2 separate regions of the Rattus norvegicus genome follow, and region 1 is linked to region 2. Evidence: chromatin contacts called from public Hi-C data. All regions are on one chromosome and are shown on one strand. The core of a region is the stretch at or near the end of the contact, and the rest is flanking DNA. Distances in the headings are between cores, read along the strand shown. Region 1 overlaps Nfatc1 (nuclear factor of activated T-cells 1). Region 2 has its middle 29 kb from the start of Ctdp1.

Region 1 (3,656 bases), core at 640-3,139, 100 kb after region 2:
AATTCAGGCTTGTTCCATAAGGGGGCATTAACTCCTAAGGCACCATCATTAAACATGTTTTAATTAAACCATGCTTTTTTTTTTTTTTTTATTTTGGTTATAAGAAATAATAGGTCACTGCTAGTTAACTGTAATAAGCAGCTGATTACACGAAGCCGACACCAGCCTGTCCGTTACCAGTAGCTAATCTGAAAACGCACAATCCACAGACCGCGTATAGAAACACCGTTTTTGGTAATTGTTTCCTTAGATGAAGCAGAGAGCTATAAGGCTGCTGTGAAGTAATCATCTCATAATCGGACAGATATATTACACTCCTTACTCATAACCACTTTCGGATGCTGCCCTTTGGGAGCCGATGGGCATCTGGGCACAGCTCTAGAGTGCTCCGTAACTGCACGAGACAAGAAAAGGCCACCTGCCTGCCAGAGGTGACGGACCCTGGTGGAAGGTGATGGAAGGCAGGGTCTGGACTCCGAGGTGCACTCTCAAGGTGGATACTGGTTATTGCTAACACGGAAGTCCCCGCTGGGCACAGACTGGCCATCACCATCCCCGTCCTTGGACATCTATACATAAATATATGCCTATATGTACATGCATGCAAACACAGGCTCTGTCCTGTAGCGCAGGCAGGCAGGCTTTGTTCTGTCCGGGACCCTGTCTTGGGCTGTTCAACTTCCTTCACTATAGTGCAGCTGGATCAAGAACAAGAACCCCAGCATGCTATTACAGACAAACCTGTGGTTTCAGTCACACAGAGGAGGGGGCTGACTATGAAAGAGGTGCCAAGGTGGCAGGCTGGATGGCCTCTAGAGCGCACTGGATAACGCAGGCGAATTGTGTGGGACAGCCAGAAAAGTTAGAGATAAGCGGGAGGCCACAGCTCGTCAGAATCCAATCGATTAGTACAAAGGAGAGAGCCTCCCAAGGAAGTGTTCTTTAATAGCTTTGGCTCCTACGAATACTCTCGTGGTAGGAAATTCAGTGCACACTTCCATATGCCCTGGTGTGGTGGTTGGACTAAATAAGGCACTTCCAGTGTTTTAATCCAGTGGGCAGGAGGGTCAGGTTTGGGGTCATTCTGCCACACAGTGGGCCAGTGTCTGCCCCTGGCCTCACTGGCCAGCCCTTCTCTTTCCTTGAAATGGTGTTTCTTTCTAGAGGTGCAGTGGGCCCCTCTCCTGCTCCTCCGTCGTTTTGGAGAGCTGTTTCTTCAGACACAAGCTCCCCGCATTCGTTCGGTAAGTTGGGATTTTCTGAGTGGTACCAGATGTGGGTCCAGTTTATCTCATCAAAGTCTCGCTTGCTGAAGCGTGGTTGTCTGCACTGAGCCAGCTCCTCACGGCTTCTGCCAGCTCCAATGTGCTGAATTAGGAGTGGGGGATTGTGCTGGAGAGGTCGTTACGAATGATCTCATTTACTGCAAGAAAACGAGAGAAGAGAGTATTAGGGAAATGGTGCCTTACTGCCAACCTCCAAGTCAGTAGCAGGGGTGCCAACAACCACATTTCTAATGGGTTATATTCCGTCTGTGACGCTTAGATGCCGCAGAACGCCATCTCCGGGACAGGAGTCAACTCCAGGATGTTCCCTAAGTTTGTAAAACAAAACGTTGACACACCGTAACATCTGGACTGTGCTCAGCGGCCGGGGGGGGGGGGTAGAGGGACCTACTATGGCCGAGGGCCTCCCTTTGTTTGGGGCATTTCATCTGTTTTTCTGAAGAGGGTCAAGTCACGCTGGCCCCCACAAGCCAGTGGTGGCCACTGTCAGTGTGTGATTTTTGGCAGACGGACAGGAAATGAGAGAAGTTAGGGAAGGCCATCGCCAGCAAACAGCACAACATCCCTCCCTCTCCACCCTGCCTCTCTGCCCAGCCACCTGATCCACAGGGAGATAGGAAATGTCACTGGGCTGGGCGGCTGTCACCACGTTCCATTTTTCTAACAGAGTTTGAAGGCAGGGCACCCACGCTGACGTCACGGAACCGCCTGGGCTTCCCTTCCCCATGGGCTGGAGCCCCCGCCTGTACCTAGATAAGCCCCTGGAGCTCACCCTCGGAGGCCCCAGCCTGTCTGAGGACGCTTCCTGGAGCCATCAGGGGGCGTGCGTTTCATCGCCACTCCCTTCCCTAAGCTGCCTTTCAACACCCCTTCCTCAGCAATAGTTTTAAGAATAACAATAATAAAACTCAGTTGGGGGAACCAGGAACTGTGTCATGAGAACTGATAGCAGGAGGAGGCCTGGCGGGCACACGGAGCTCAGCTCTCTCGAAGGGGCTGCCTGGCAACTACGAGGCTCCCTACAGCAGGGCCACTGCCACTCCAGGATGCCCCGGTGGGTTTGCTATTCCTGGGACTGTTCCCTCCAAAAGTCACACTTACAAATAAGAACCATGGCTGCTTCCTGGTCAGCTTCTTGCAGGGGTAGGGAGGCGGCGGGTATCCCTGGGCCCCTCTGTGGAGCTCCAGGATTGATCCTTGACCACAGCACCGAGAACCCTGTGGAGAGGGCCCACCCTTTGGTGTGGAAAATACCAGAAGGTAGGCACACTCCCTCTGGCCCTGTGGCTTCTCAGCCACTAATGAGGAATAACAAGGCCCAGGTGCTCACAGGCTGGTCTGGGACCAGCAATCAGGACTCAACTTGTCCCTGGAGTGCGCCCTGGGAGCTCCTTAGCTACCAGCATTTTCCATGATACTGGAGTGTGGGTGCTGGGCGGCTGCATAGCCCTGAGAAGCAGCTAGGCTGCAGGGACCCCAGGAGGACTAAGCACTGTCTGCTCAGTGCAGTACAAGCCGCAGTCACAGGTCTCTCCGGAGTCCCTCCTGAGTCCACGCTTTCTCGCTTTCTTGTCGGTCTCTTGCCAACCTCTTCAGGCTGAGCTTCATGTTTGGATCACCAGCGTAAGTCGGGGATCCCCAGCATTAAGAGGCATTTAGCTAGCCCTTCCACGAGCGCAGTCCTCCTGGAGGAGGCGCCTGTCTAGTTTATACTCTACTTCTTCAGAGTCAAATCAAAGAAAAGTTGACCAAGAAAGACCACGAATTTCATTTCTCTAGGTTTTTGTTTGTTTGTTTGTTTGTTTGTTTGTTTTTTGCTTCAAGGTGAAAAGGGGCTTGCCTGAAATTAGGATTTCTCGGGGCCTAGTTATAAGGGCCTACTTGATGAAGCACGGAGCTCTGCGCAGAGGCTCTCTGTGTGAAGGCGGAGACAAGCCACAGCAAACTCCACTGTGCCACACCCATCTTTGTTCCGGTGACAGACAGCTTGGTCTGACTGCTAGGGAGTCCCATGTGTCTCACACGGTCCCCAAGCCTTGAGTGCATTAGGGCTCTGTGTGGTCATTGCCCAGACTGGGTTCCCAGGTAGGGGCAGAGTTAGGACAAGCACTCTCTGTCACCTGGGGCTCTGGACTGGTGACTGTCTCTGGGCGGCAGGTGGACATGTGGGGCTGGGAAAGATGTCTGCCGAGTGTGAAATGGCAAGACTAGGAGAAGAGCCACCATTCCAAGGCAGAAGCGATTCTATGGGCTCCAGATATGTTCTAACTGGACTCAGTGAGAGAAGCCAGACATCATTCAAACACATCACACAGAGAGAACCGGCATTGTATTTAAGTTGTAGGATAGATGGGACAACAGACGGATTCT
Region 2 (3,557 bases), core at 49-2,548:
GCCCATTGAAAACAGAGACCCTCCAGGATTGAGTGGGCAGCACTTATGACTCTCTGCCAGTGCTTAGGGACAGGGGACAGAGTCTGCTTCCTTAAGAACACAGGCTGCCATTGCTTTTGGAGGTCAGAAGTGCCTGAGAGTACTGTCCAGTGGTCAGTCCCCGACAGGGACTAAAACGTTGACGCTCAGCTGATCACAGAAAGGCATCAAGGTGATTGCTGAGGTGGTGAGGGGCTGTGATGGCTGCCTTGGTGCCACATTTTTCACCAGACCCAGCTCGGGACTCTGCATGCAGCAGAGGTTAACAGATCTGGCCTTTGGGCTTCAGGCTGTGAAGCAAATGATATGTGTCTAACAGGGAGAGCCCAGTGACATCTTCAGCTTTAAAAGCCACAGGCAGTGGAGCGTTCCAAACTTGCTGTTAGACAGAAAGAGATGCTTGGCTGCCCGGATGCAAGTCTGCTGGGCAGGGAGGACATGTCCCTGCTGTGGGAGGGGATGGTAAACAGAGCTCTGTGTGTGTGACTCTGCCTTCTGACACTGACACCACAGGAGGCTCAGGAAGTCCTATGTCCTTTCTGGGACAGGAAGTGGTCATACATGGGCAATGGTTTTAGGGCACAGTTGGTTTCTCCAGCTGTTCTCTTCCCTTCGTGGGTCTGCCTTCTCACTCTGCAGAGGAGAGACCATTTCTAAAGACACCTAGTGCATAGAGGGAGAGCCAAAGGCCCCTTGGCCTCATTCTCTCAGGGACCAGTCTTTGAGTAGGATTTGGCCTGGGACTAGAGACAAGAGATTGTTACCTTTTGAAGGCTGTCATCACCGACTAGTCTGTTTAGTTTTGGGGTGGTAAGGGCACTTATACCCCTATTAAGAGGGAAAATATAGCAACATGGTATGGTGCGGGTCCCAGGAAGGCTTGTGTGGGATAATCCAGTTCCCTGAAGAATACTAGAATGGGGCAGCCTGTGAGGGGAGGGGTGAGTAGAAGTAAGCAGGAGGGGAATCCTGGGGATGTGGTGGGGCCTGGCTGGGGTTAGTGTGGGGACTCTCAAGGTGCTGGCAAGCTTGGGATGACCCTCAGGATGGTTGAAGAGAGGGGTTAGTGGGCAGAGGGACAGGATCCATCCTTCTCACCCCGACCTCTGTCATCCAGCAGGGGGAGGGCTTAGGGTTAAGGAGGTAGTGGGTGGAGGAGCACGTGAGCTGTCAGTTGGCGTGTGTGAAGGGATAGCAGGGTGGACTAGGCAGGACTACCAGGGCCAGAGTCTGAGCACCACAGGCCAGGGAGGAACCCCAGCTTGGCAGCCTGATCCAGCCCCACCAGGGCTCAGTTTACAGATGACAACCTTGGAAGCAGCTTTTGCTCCAGGCCTGGGAATTCATGCCGCCACACTAATGTCCCAGTTGCATATATCTCTGAATTAAAAAGAGAATTAGCTGCTGCATGTGGGGGTAATTACAACGGATATTTTTATTTTCCTTAAATGACTTCTTAGTAAAAGTCAGTCTCTTAGTCTGGCTACTCTCCTATTGGTTATAATGTTTATTTCAGCCTATAAATTTTTTTAAAATGGGGTGGCAGAAAAGAAAACAAGCTAGTCTACTCTCAGACTGGTAGGTCTATTGATTACCGGCTTATACTGCACTGGAAATGTTAATCCTGACCCTACACGATAGGCACATTCTCCTTCCCCTCCACACACGAAGACGAGAAAGCTGAGAGCATGGCGCGTGCGTGCATGTGTGTGTACATGTGTGTGTGTGTGTGTGTATGTATGTGTGTGTGATGTGTGTGTGGTGTATGTATGTATGTATGTATGTGTGTGTGTATGTGTGTGTGTATGTATGTGTGTGTGGTATATGTGTGTGTGGTGTATGTATGTATGTGTGTATGTGTGTGTGGTATATGTATATATGTGTGTGTATGTATGTGTGTGCATGTATGTGTGTGCGTGTGCATGTGTGTGTGCATGTATGTGTATGTGGTATATGTATGTGTGTGGTATATGTATGTATGTGTGTATGTGTGTATGGTATTTGTATGTATGTGTGTATGTGTGTGAGAGAGAGGGGGAAGGAGAGGGAGGAAAGCAGATAGATAGATAGATAGATAGATAGATAGATAGATAGATAGATAGATAGATGATAGGTAGATAGAGATGAGAGAGCGCTGTAGTGGTCACCAGTGTCTGTGGAACAAAGGTTACAGGACATCCTCCTATTCTTTGGTGATTCTCCTCTCTTAGGGGCTCATAACTTTCTCAGGAATCTGCCTATTTCCTGGGGTTCCACTGATTTCCTTGGGATCTGTCCACTCTCTCGAGATTCCCTAGGGATCCTACCTATCTATGTTCTGGGGATCCACCTCTCAGGGGCTGAGAGTCCCAACATACTAAACTGAAACACAAGCTGCTGAGGACCTTAGAGCCCCCATTCCCTGGGGGATTCACCATTCCCCCAGGGAATAGTCACCTGGCCATCACTTCTCTGTTTGTCCCTCCACTGTCTCTTACCTGCCACTTGTCTTCCCTGGAGTGGCATAAAGCAAACAACAAGTTCACAGTCACCCTTTTCCTGGATAGAGCGTGGTTCTTTCTTCACAAGGACCCTGAGAAGTTGAGGTTAGTGTCCATCTCCCTGGCCTGTGGTCCAGATGTCTAACTAGCCTGTTCTACAGATTCAGTTTCCTCAAAAGAACAAACTGTGGGGTTTTTTTTTATCATAATGGTCATGGAGAAGGGAAGATTGAAGAGTGTGCCTGATATTGGCCTCAGTACCGTTCATAACTCTCACCCTTATTCTTTTAGAGAGGGCCTGTGTGTTGGTTAACCTTGATTGTCAACTCGATGGGCTCTAGAATCAGATAAGAAACAAGCCTCTACCACCCCTGCGAGGGATTACGTAGATTAGTTTAGGTGGGGCGGGAAGACTCCCTTTCACTATGGGAGGCACCAGACCGTGGGATGGAAGCCTGGATTGAACACACAGAAGGAGCTGAGGTCAGTCGCTCTGTGCTTAGATGTAGTGTGACCAGCTGCCTCATGGACCCACCACCACACTGTTCCTGTCACGATAGACTCTACCATTCAGCGCCTGTCCCCAGATAAACCCTCCCTTAAGAGGTTCTTATCAGGCATTTGTCTCTGCAACAAATCACTAATGCTGTCCACATATCAGGCACTGGGATGCCTAACTCCGTCACAGTTGGTGCTACAACTGTCAGGGTTACAGCATTTGGATTCTCAGCCCTTGACAAGTGTCACAGCTCTTGGCCACTCACAGCTCCGTGTGGCTCTGTTGTCTCTGCTCTCATCATTTCTGCCCCAGACACTTTCCAGAGCTCCTCATCTGCCCTCACCTTGTTACTGCCTGTTGCTACTGCTGCTGACCTTGGGGCAGAGGCCGAGGTCGCCTCCGTTCAGCCGCTGCTAGGCTGCTGGTGTAGTCCTGTCTTTGTGTTCCTGGTTCAGCTTCTTATAAATGAGAAAGGCCAAAGGCAGCGGAGGAAAGGCCGCTCTATACAAACCTTTTATTGGGCCTAAAGTTGCTGCATC

Evidence for each region. A called contact is a pair of places that touch in the nucleus more often than the background predicts.
Region 1: a contact with region 2 is called in a Hi-C map of mammary epithelial cells, with 3 times the contacts expected there. The contact joins two enhancer-like sites. A contact is called at or near these places in 9 of 12 Hi-C or Micro-C datasets (the A7r5 cell line, Schwann cells, kidney and 4 more) and 1 of 1 datasets of contacts at active chromatin or transcription factors (oligodendrocytes).

What each region holds. Positions count from the first base shown.
Region 1 is chr18:76,321,797-76,325,452 of GRCr8, forward strand. It overlaps Nfatc1 (nuclear factor of activated T-cells 1), which reads right to left. Exons shown (of 10, transcript NM_001415721.1): 10 at 1-1,423. The coding sequence ends at 1,374. Among named protein-coding and RNA genes, the nearest start is that of Nfatc1, 110 kb to the right of the region's middle. Within about 2 kb of position 1,890, at least 5 of the 93 cell types and tissues checked have an H3K27ac peak or open chromatin away from gene starts, as enhancers often do.
Region 2 is chr18:76,217,578-76,221,134 of GRCr8, forward strand. No RefSeq gene overlaps it. Among named protein-coding and RNA genes, the nearest start is that of Ctdp1, 29 kb to the left of the region's middle. Within about 2 kb of position 1,299, at least 7 of the 93 cell types and tissues checked have an H3K27ac peak or open chromatin away from gene starts, as enhancers often do.